Regions from separate parts of the Mus musculus genome. Here region 2 is linked to region 1. A link is a contact called in public Hi-C data. All regions are on one chromosome and are shown on one strand. The core of a region is the stretch at or near the end of the contact, and the rest is flanking DNA. Distances in the headings are between cores, read along the strand shown.

Evidence for each region. Hi-C and Micro-C count contacts between places; a contact is called where the count stands out from the background.
Region 2: a Hi-C map of uterus shows a contact between it and region 1. The contact joins two enhancer-like sites. A contact is called at or near these places in 2 of 15 datasets of contacts at CTCF or cohesin (embryonic stem cells and stem cell-derived epiblast-like cells), 23 of 484 Hi-C or Micro-C datasets (the AML12 cell line, adipose-derived mesenchymal stem cells, cardiomyocytes and 13 more), 12 of 115 datasets of contacts at active chromatin or transcription factors (SST interneurons, double positive thymocytes, embryonic stem cells and 4 more) and 1 of 9 other capture datasets (embryonic stem cells).

Annotation. Positions count from the first base shown.
Region 1 is chr15:37,565,086-37,570,666 of GRCm38.p6, forward strand. It overlaps a transcript of Ncald not described here. Among named protein-coding and RNA genes, the nearest start is that of Gm24833, 36 kb to the right of the region's middle. Within about 2 kb of position 4,071, at least 21 of the 459 cell types and tissues checked have an H3K27ac peak or open chromatin away from gene starts, as enhancers often do. A contact at or near this core is called in uterus, where this site is marked.
Region 2 is chr15:37,896,629-37,901,774 of GRCm38.p6, forward strand. Gm35019 (a long non-coding RNA gene) reads right to left here. Exons shown (of 7, transcript XR_383951.4): 2 at 3,005-3,288; 3 at 2,559-2,570; 4 at 82-1,126. Among named protein-coding and RNA genes, the nearest start is that of Gm35019, 8.8 kb to the right of the region's middle. Within about 2 kb of position 3,448, at least 10 of the 459 cell types and tissues checked have an H3K27ac peak or open chromatin away from gene starts, as enhancers often do. A contact at or near this core is called in uterus, where this site is marked.

The sequences.
Region 1 (5,581 bases), core at 2,821-5,320:
TCCGTCCTCTGAATACCATACAAAGGGAACTTTCACATGGCTACTGCCACCGTTGAGCCTTATTGTGGTAGGGACGTGTGGATCCTTTTTCAAAGTTGCTAAAGCAGACTCGTACTGCAGACCTGTAACCCCAGCACTTGAAGATCAGGGGCTCTAGGAGATCTTCATCTACATAGCTAAATACAAGGCCAGCCTGAGCTACCTGAGACCCTAGCTTCAAACTCCCAAATGCAACAAAGCCTGCCTTCCTCTCCAGCCAGGGAGGCTATTTAAATGACTTGAGCCACAGTTCAAACAGTGGCGGAGGGCTCATTTTCCACCTTCCATTTTTTTCTTGTTTTCTTTTCTTTTTTTAACACGTGATTCTCAGGCATTCTAGTTGCTAAAGCAAGCCTGCCTTGGCTGAAGCAGAGGACACTTGTCTCATTTCTACACACTTCCTCTGCAGGGTGTCTAAGGGAGAAGCAGCTCTCCTCCTAAATCTTGTTGCAGAGGAGGTTTCTCCCTTGTTTCCTCCTTCACTGGGCTATTAAAAGCTATCAGCGCTCCCATGGAAGCTGAAAAACCTTTCCCAGCCAAGAGGAAACCGTACCCAAAGATGATTCCAGGGGATTAAGGGTTTAGCTGTGAAAAGCAAAAAGGCTTAAACGTTTAGAGGGAGATTTTTAAAAATGACATTTTTCTGACCTCAAAATGGAAAAGGAATCTTCGAAGCATATAAGGGTTAATCATAAAAAGAAAGATGGACGTATTTGCAACTGTAATATTAAGGTATGACAAAGAATGTTAAGAGGGGAGGGGTCTGTGAATGTCTCAGCAGATAAAGTCATTTGCCACCAAGCCCGGGGGCCTGGCTTTGATCCCTAGGGCCTATGTGGTGGACGGAGAGCATCAGCTCCAGAAAACTGTCCACTGACTTCCACTCGTGTGCTGTGTGTCGCAGGTGCATGATATCCACCCACACCACCCCCTGAAGAAAAGTAATATATTCAAAGTTAAAAAAAAAAGACAGGCCAAACAAGTATTCAAATTGTCTAAAGAAATGCTATGAATTGGTCATAAAACCAAGATAATAACAAAGCTAGTAATAGATCCCATGGGCACACTACAGAGGAGACAGGCAGACATGGAGGAGACAGGCAGGCTCGGAGGAGGAAAGCAGGCTCAGAGGAGGAAGGCAGGCTCGGAGAGGACAGGCAGGGTTGGAGGAGGAAGGCATACCACGGAAGAGGAAAGCAAGCATGGTGAATAGACAGATAAAAACTGAGCAATTGCATGTGTCATCGAAAATGCAACTTAAATGCCCAGGTTGGTACAAATCCATAGCAGCCCAGGATCAATTTCATCCTATGGCATTGAGCCCACACACCCACTGAGCTTCTATTGACATGGTCCAGTGCTGTGGTCTGGCTGATGTGTGCTCTCCATAAAATTTAATGCCCAGTGCAACACCATTAAGGCCTGTGGTTCTAGCACCATTATATAAAAAAAGACTTTGTATGCAAGCCCTCTTTTCCTTTGCATGTCTACTGTCATACCAAGTGTGTGTGTGTGTGTGTGTGTGTGTGTGTGTGTGTGTGTGTGTGTGTCCATGCACACATGTGCACAAGTTTGAAACACAGCGCGTAAGTGGAGGTTAGAGGACAACTTAGAGTTGGTTCTCTACTTTCAGCACATGGTTCCATTAGCTGAGGTCATCAGCCTTGGTGGTAACCATCTTGCTGTGGTTTGAATAAAACGACTGCCATAGGTGCTTCGGGGGTGGCCTTGTTGGTTAGAGTGTGTCACATTGGAGTGGGGGAGACTTCAAGGTCTCAGAAGTTCAAGTTAGGCACAGTGGCTCTCAGTCTTTTTCTGTTGCCTGTGGATCAAGATGTAGAACTCTCAGCTCGTGTTCGAGGACCATGGCTGCCTGGATGCCACCATGCTTCCTGCCATAATGATAATGGACTGAACCTGTTGGGCTGTAAGCCAGCCCAATCAAAAATCTTAATTTTTAAGAGTTGCTGTGGTCATGTTGTCTCTTCACAGAAATAGAAACCCTAACTAAGACACATCTTTACTCACTGAACTGTCTCACCAACCCAAAATCTTTGTTTCTAACCTATAGATATCCAGGTACCCCAGTGCGACTTGTTTGAGAATATTTCTCCCACTGGATTACTTTGGCACGCTGACACACTTAGCTACTCCTTATTCACGACCACTTCCAGGTCTTCTGAGCTTCTTTATTGTCAATGTGCTCAGCCCTCTGCTGATTCTATGCCACATTGATTACTGTATATTAACTGATTACTGTATATAAATCTTAAAATCAGGTTCACTGTATTCCTTTGAAACATGGCTTTAGGGATTTTAATTTTAATTTAATTATTAGAAAATATTGCTTATATTACTCGAGCTCTTTGTGAGATTTTTTTTAAAAATAAAAAGTACATGAAATCTAGGATTGAATATAAATTTGGGGAGCAATGATATAGTTATTCTTTTATGTCTTCTATCCCAGGAAGAGCATAGTATGTTTCTTTACTTACTTAAATATTCTCTAACTTTTATTGGAATTTTGTAATTCTCTGCATTAAACATTTTATAAGCAGGGGTAGCTCAAGATACTTCCCTCTCCGTTCCGAGCCTTTATCGCTAATGGTTGTTGAATTTAGTCATTCGTGTTGATTTTTGTGCATCAGACCATATGACTATGACTATTTTCCTTTAGATTTTTGAATACATTCCCATTGAATGTAGAATTTTACCTGGATGCTCCCTCTCAGCACAGAACCATATCTGCTCTAGCTGACGTGTTCTGGTGGGTAATGTACTGCAGAGCTGCTCCTGCACATGGCATGTCTTAGGGAGGGTCTCACTGTGTGAGTTCTTCTTAAGATTTCATTAGGACTCTTGAATCTGTGTGGATGTCTTGTGACAAATCTGGGCAATTCTCAGCCATCACTGTTCCGAGCGCCTTCCCAGCCATATCCTGCACCATCTCTCCTCTGGTTCTCCTGACTTCATGTATCAGATAAACACTATTGTCACTTTTCCTTCTACTGCTGTGAAAAATCACGTGACTAAAAGCAACTTGGGGAGAAGAGGCCTGGCTTACACTTCCACACCACAGTCCCATCATGGAAGTCAGGATGGGGAACTCAAGGCAGAAACTGGAGCAGCGGTCATAGAGGGATGATGGTTACTGGTTTGCTCCTTATAGCTTGCTCAGTCTGCTTTCTTATAGATCTCAGGCCATCTGCCTGAGGGTGGCACCTTCTTTAGTGGGCCCAGCCCTCCCATATCAATCCTTAATCAAGAAAATACCTTATAGACTTGCCTATAGGACAATCTGTTAGCAATATTTTCTCAACCAAGGTTTCTCTTTCCAGATGACTCTAGCTTGTGTCAAGTTGACAGAAAACCAACCATGTCACAGCCACCAACACGTCCCTAAGGCTGGTACAGCAAAGCAATGCTTTCCTTCTTTACGTTACCAAAGGGAACCATTCCGGCTTGCTTCCTGGGATTTTAAATAGATAGATGGACAGAAGAGAGGCCCTGTTGCCTGGAGGTAGCCGTCTGTTAGAAGGCTTCTGGGAGCTTCTCTATGGAGCAATATTTCTGCTTTGGCTTTCACTCCAGCAGGAAGTTGAAGAAGCAATGGGTGGAGTTTATTACAGTGCAGGGTTTTTCTCCTCCCAGTCCGACTGATCCAATTTTTCTCCAGTCTTCTGCCTGTTTCAAGCCCCGGCTGTTTGCGTGGTCCTTTTACTCTTCTCTCCTCTGCAATCTGCCTCCCTCAGGCTTCTTGTTTAGCTGACCTCTGACCCAGTTCAGCACCTGTCTGTGAGGATTCCCTAATCCAGTATCGTGACCTGAGCTCTTGACCCAACTAAACACGCTGCCCAGACATTCTAAGGGTTTACATTCACCAACGTTTTTATTGCCCTCCTAGCTAACAGAATCCAGATCGTTCTTCTCTGCGAGGCAGAGACGAGGAAGACGGACTTTAAGGATCTACTCTCTTCTCTCTAGGACACATTTCTGAGAGGTCACCAGCTGCTGCTGCTGCTTCTTTCTGCATTTTTTCTAAGCCCAGCACAAGGAGGCAGGAAGATAAATGAGTGGGAGGACAAATTAACACTGCAAAGCTTGATAAATACTAACATCAAATACTAAAAATAACCAGACAGCAGTAGTCGCCTTTAGGAATTTCATTTGTGCTTTTGTGTGTTTGTGTGTGTGTGTGTGTGTGGTGTGGCAGGGCGGGGGAGGGAGGGGCTCGAGAAGGGAGAGAACTCTTTTTTTTTTATTCTTTATTCTTTTTTAAAAAATAGTTTTTATTACATATTTTCCTCAATTACATTTCCAATGCTATCCCAAAAGTCCCCCATACCCTCCCCCCCACTTCCCTACCCACCCATTCCCATTTTTTTTTTTTTTGGCCCTGGTGTTCCCCTGTACTGGGGCATATACAGTTTGCGTGTCCAATGGGCCTCTCTTTCCAGTGATGGCCGACTAGGCCATCTTTTGATACATATGCAGCTAGAGCCAAGAGCTCCGGGGTACTGGTTAGTTCATAATGTTGTTCCACCTATTTAGAGCAGGACTGGAAATGTTACCTGGAGGCAGAAGAGCTCCCCTGCAGGCAGAGTCGCACCCACCCAATAACTCCCTTGCTGACTCTCTCTTTTCTGCAGTTCTGTAATGGCTCCCTCCCAGGGCTGCACAAGGCACCCTGGACTCCTGCAAGGAGACAGGTAAAGTGCCTGGGAAGTTGCAGGCTTGATCACATCTTTTTCCCTTTTCAGATTTTCCCGTTGTTCGTAGAGAAAAGAAAGGTGATTGGGACCAGTGTGCATCTATCTGCGAGTCCCTGTTACTTAAGTGTGTCACATCAAGGCCCTCATTCCCACAGACACAGTCTGTGTGATGGGAACAACTCCAGATTAGGACTCTACAAGACTCCAAACATGCCTGCCCCTAGGCATGCCTGCTGTACCATTCCTAGACCAGGGATGTGGACAAATGACCTTGATAGCTTTGGGGGCGGAATATTCAGGTTTAATACAAGAGGAGAGTAAGCTCCTTTTGGATTCGGTTGCTGTTGCTTCCCTCTCCTCGGGGAACAAGTCCGCCCACTGTGAGTCTGTATGGATTGCTAGAATAGAGAGAAAATGCAGTGGAGGGAAACGAAGCACACCCTCATGTGTGAGCACAGGCACCTTTGAATTCTTCATCATCTCCCTCACAATCAACAATTTCCCTCCATCTCATTCCCTCTCAACAACTAGCTGCAAATAGAGGGCCTTACATCTCAGTCTCTTCTCTTAAAATCACATCGAGATCTGCTTCCTCTGCGCTCTGAGGAGCAGTATGAACGGGGAGCACGCTCCTGCAAATGTCAATTTATTCGTAAAACTCGTGTTCAGGGCACCCACATCTCCCCATCACTCCTCTCCCATTTTGTATCTGCCTCCCGGGCTCTTCCTCAGCCTCGTTCAGTCACGCAGGGATGAGTTCTGCGTTTCAACCTTTACAAGCATTGCGTTCCTCCCCCTCCTCCTCCTCCTCCTCCTCCTCCTCCTCCTCT
Region 2 (5,146 bases), core at 2,198-4,697, 330 kb after region 1:
GAGTGACAAATTCTATCTGAAAATATAGGAAGCCTAACACCGCTTCCAGAACTGAGACAAACTGCAGAGACAACTGCCTACCTATACAGCTCCAGTATGTCAGGAAATTGGAGAATCAGTCTTCAGCCTTCTGGCCCAGGATATTCTGATAGACCTTGAAAAACAGGAATTGTTAAGGACTAGCTTATTCTGTCTCGGCAGAACTAAGCTGTCCTAACCTGCAACTTGTGTCCTCTCAAGTTCAGTATAGGCCTGCAGGAGGGATAGTCAATGTCTGCCCAGTGGCTACCCAGCCACACCTGGAGGTATAGATGCTCAGCTGCTTCTTCGAATTTACAAATGGGGAACATTAGGAGCAGATTTGTCTCAACAGCAAGTGAATAAATAACATTAAATGTCACATGCTGTGCATTTTTGAAAACCATCTATCTATGCAAAGTAATGTGGACTGTTGTCCATTAACTACCCCCAGCTATTTTTAATTAAAATATCTGAAAACACCCTAACAATAAACTCAGAGCCATGAATTTGCTATTTGGCCCTTAACTCACAGGCTTAAACATCTCAGATTAGTTTATTATAACAGTTATAGAAGGACTGGGTCCAAGCCTTACAGTTTTAGAATTTTTGTATCAATAGAAGAAATTTATATCTATGAAAACTTGATTCTGCATCAAAATTAATCCTGTACCAAAATAAGAAATCATGACTCAACTTAGTAACTATTGTAAAGATTTCTACCAAATGAGATCATGGCTACATAATAAATTCTAGCTAATAATAAATTCTCCCTGTTTCAATTATGACCATTTCTATGTTCCCCAGAAAGGCAACCTTAGAATAACAACTTCCAGCCCCAAAGCCCAGGGAACTGGAATGATAACTCTTCATAACTTCTTCAAGCTGAATATGGGCGTTGAGATATCTTTGAAGGGGAGGAAGGGTAGAAAAAAATGAGGGAGTTGGTTGGCCTTAAGAAGGCCACCCCAATGATTGTTACAGTCTCTGATGTCTGTGTCCTGACTGGATCCGGCTGAAAGTCCAAGACATCAGGAGATCAAGCAGGTCAGTTCAGCATGTCTGATGATGAGACTCACCAAGGCTGTATAGTCTGTAATATACAAATCTCAAAACAAAATTTTAGTATCATCAAGATATCCTTTTTGTTTGATTCTCTGGAATCTAGTCCTGGGGGGGAGGGGGTCCCTCTATCAAATTTGATCCATATTACTCTGGAAGGTGTATAGACACCAATCACCTTCTCTAAAAATGCAAAGACAAAACCTTTCTCCCAAATCAGCTTATGCTTGAGCCAGTAACCAGAAAAACCTTTATTTTGACATCTCTCCCAGAAGGATAATATAACCACAAAACTCAAAATCACACCCATCTTGAAAATTAATCTAAAACAAATGAAGCAAACTAAAATACTATTATGTGCCTATTCTTAGGCTTTTTCTATTTTGTCATGCAAGATAATAACCCAACGTTCCCATGGAGCCCACGTTAGAGAATATGAGTTAGGTATCTTGAAGACCTTTCTATGCCATCTTTAAAATAATTGATTCACACTTCTGTCTATACTTGATTATAAGCAGGCAGCTATTCAAACCAGGATTTAAATTCAAAATTCCCGTAGAGCCCATTTTAGACAGAATATGAGTATCCTATAACACTTGTTAGAGCAATTTATCTTTATACCATCTTTAAAGCAATTAATTCAAACTTTCATTAATATCTGCCTATAGGAAGCAGGTAGTTTTTACTTGTTAAGCTCTCCACCTAGAGCAGCCATCTTGTTATAACATCTATTGCTTGGGCTCTCTACCTGGAGCCACAGACATTTATTTTATTAATACCTGTTATAATACCTATCTGTTGAACTCTCTACCTGTAGTCACAGACTTTTAATAATTAATATCTGTTCATAGCAGGCAGTTATCACTGCTCTCTCTACTTGGAGTCAGTGACTAATTTTCCCTATCCTAGCTCTGAACCACAGGTGAAATTCCCCACATGATTTAAACAAAATCTGTATATAAATCTATCCTAAAAGCAAATAATCCCAATGTTATAAATTCACAGTTAAATCAATATCTGCCCCAAGATAAAGGCAGCTTCCATTCTCCAGCTCTCTGACTCAGAGCAGCCATCTTGTCTCTTTCCACAGCAGGGGACCTCAGAGCCCTCTTTTTTTTTTTTTTTTTTGTTTGTTTCAAGGCTCCCTCGCTTAAGTACACATGACTCATCATCCCAGCACCACCTTTCTCTCACTTAGAAAATAAAACTCTAACTCTCAGGCTAATAATCTTAAATTTCTAGTGGATTCTTGCCTAACACGTTGGTTTACCACATGTTGTGGGAAGCAATAAAAAGGAACCTTGCCATGCTATGGCCAGTCAAGCACTGGTGGGCAAGTCTCTCTGACTCAGAGCTCCAAAATCTCTCCACCCAGATAAGTTCCCACTGGCAGGTCACTACCACACCAGCCCCGTGCTTCAAAACTCCTACATCCTTTTGGGGGACACATCAGGCAAACCCATGCTTTGCTGCCATACCTTTCTCTCTCTCTGGAACACCGCCGAGCCACCACATGAAGGAAAACAACACAAAGTTAGTTCAGAAACAATGGTAACTCAATCACTGACTACAACAACGAGAATTCTAATCTTGTAAGCTTTATTAAATGTAAATCCTCCTGTGGCAAATCCTGGCAGATTCACTATCTAAACTGGGAGACACTAGTAGCCAGATCTTGTCCTTTCCCTGTCTCTGTCAAAAAACCCTTCTCCTGCTTCCTCTCTTCCTCTGACCAACCCCGGAAGTCCCTGTGTTTCCATTTTCTTGACATAGAAAATATATTTCTTTTTTTTTTATTCTCTAAAATTTTTCTTAAGGACTTCACCCTCTTATCTTTAAACCAAATAGTTTTTCTTTCTTTCTTTCTTTCTTTTTTAATTCAGTTTCCCTTCTCTTTTATAGTTTTCTAAACTCAATACCTTACCTGCTCAGATGTCTGTGGCTTTTCAATCCTATTGCAGCTCAGGGTAAGTGCTCCTCTGTCCTTCTGCACATTTCCAGGCTCCTCGGACTAGCATGTATCTGTAGTGGCCAGCTCCACCCTCTCAGCTCAGTTCAGAAGGTTGTCCCATTGGCTTTGCCTCCTGCCAGTTCTAGACAGGCCACTCCCACCTGCTGTGCTTCTGTGAGGGTTCAGGCCTTCACCCAAGGGCACCCATGGGTATTCTTGGTGCCCACTTGCCCTGCCACATTTGGCTGGGCTGCCACCTGTCATCAAGCATCAGGATGGGGGCTCAGTGGGCCTGGACTGGGGTGCTGAATTTCCCATAAGCCTCAGCATGAGTCATACCTTCCACCCAGCAGAGCACTGGCTCCCCAGAGCAGCATGCAACATGAGAAGTGTTTCCTGTGGGGCTGTGCCTTGAGGCTCTGGTTCCTCACTCTACTGCCTCATACAGGCCTCTGCTCTCCCTAGAAGATGGCCATGGTGCACCTTGGAGGGATAAGAGGCCTGTATTTCCATACTCAGCCTCTTCATGTTTTTTTGCCTCCACTGTTCACTGGCTTCTGTGGCCAACCACACCAAACGGAGCAGCCTGCCCACCATCACAGAGCAGTATGCTAAACCATCCTTCCCAATGGCTTCTCAGGCTCTAAACCTGGATAACATGCCCCACATTGGGTGTCATCTATTAAAGTGTTTGTTTTTCCTCCTGGTTCCAAGCTCCCATAATAACCACTCAGACTCAAAATATATTTACAGATATCTAGGCCATATAGCTAGGCTCTTCTCTGATAACCCACTTATATTAGCCTATATTCTGCCATGTGGCTGGTCACCTCTGCTCAGGTATCATTCATCTGTCCTCCTCACATCTTCCCCAGCAACTCTTCCCACACCTGGCTCTTTCCCAGAATCCTCTCTGCCTACCAGTTGTCCCACCTTCTAGTCTACCCTTTTCTATAGGCCGTAGGTTTTCTTAATTGACAGGTGATTCGTCCATAAAATACACAAGCTGTTCTCTGTACACACATTCTCACTTCCTACTGCATCAGAGTCTGTGTGCATGACTTTCAGAATCCATATCCAACGACCTCTTCCCTAAACCACTCTCTCACCTTACCTTAAAATACACACTGGAGAATTTTAAATGTGGTTCCTTCCACAACCTAAATTCCATCCTTATCACTCCAGAAATTAATTTTGGTATCAGATTACCAGTTCTCTGTCTCCCTTTGTATCATGGTTAAAGTATAACCAAACACAAGAAAGAGCTGTTTATCCTGACAGGAAAAAACCCTTTAAGGACTGCATTGTTCACTCTGTCTCCCGCCACTGAACAGTTTGTTATAATTTCCTGTTTCCCTCTAATTGCTTTCTCCCCTGGCTGCTCAGAACCAGAGTTTTAAAGTTGAATTCTTCTCTCTGAGACTAATAGAAACTACAACTATTCACAACTAAAGAAATACTACATAATGCTTCTTTCCCCTTCCCTCCCTTTCCCCCACCCCGTTACTCTCTTCCAGCACAAATAACTGTTTTGACCAATCAGGTGAGTCCATCAACTCATTCCAGCCAGCTTTTCAGACCTGCTTCTTTCTCTTTATGTATTAGCACAAATTGAATAGCAATCAAAATATGAGTTCACATTTGTCACCCAATGACATTTGAAAGTTGGTCCCCAATCATTATGTAAAGACCTGGCCAGTACCACGGCCTTTTCTAGTCCTTGAGTTATGGACTCTCCCAAGAACTTTATGAAGCAAACAGCTATGTTTTAGAGTGGTTTCAACTTATCTCCTTTTTTCCTGTTTCAACATGTTCCTACAATGGCAAAAACTGATACAGGTGGTTACATGTTGAGACAACTGCACACAGCTGTACAAATTAGAGACCTCTCTGGTAAGGAGAGAGGACTGCCTGCCGTTCCTGCCATAGACTTTCCCCCTTGCTTTCATGAACACTCTGTTAGGGAGGGGTGATTTCTTAACCTTCTGTGTGCTCCAACTGGCCTAGATCAGAGCAGGGATGTAGGTCCAGTGAGAGACAGGAAATGGCCCTTAAGCCTGTTACCCCCTTAGTCTTAGGATTTTGTTGCTATTATGACCAAAGCAAGTCTTATAA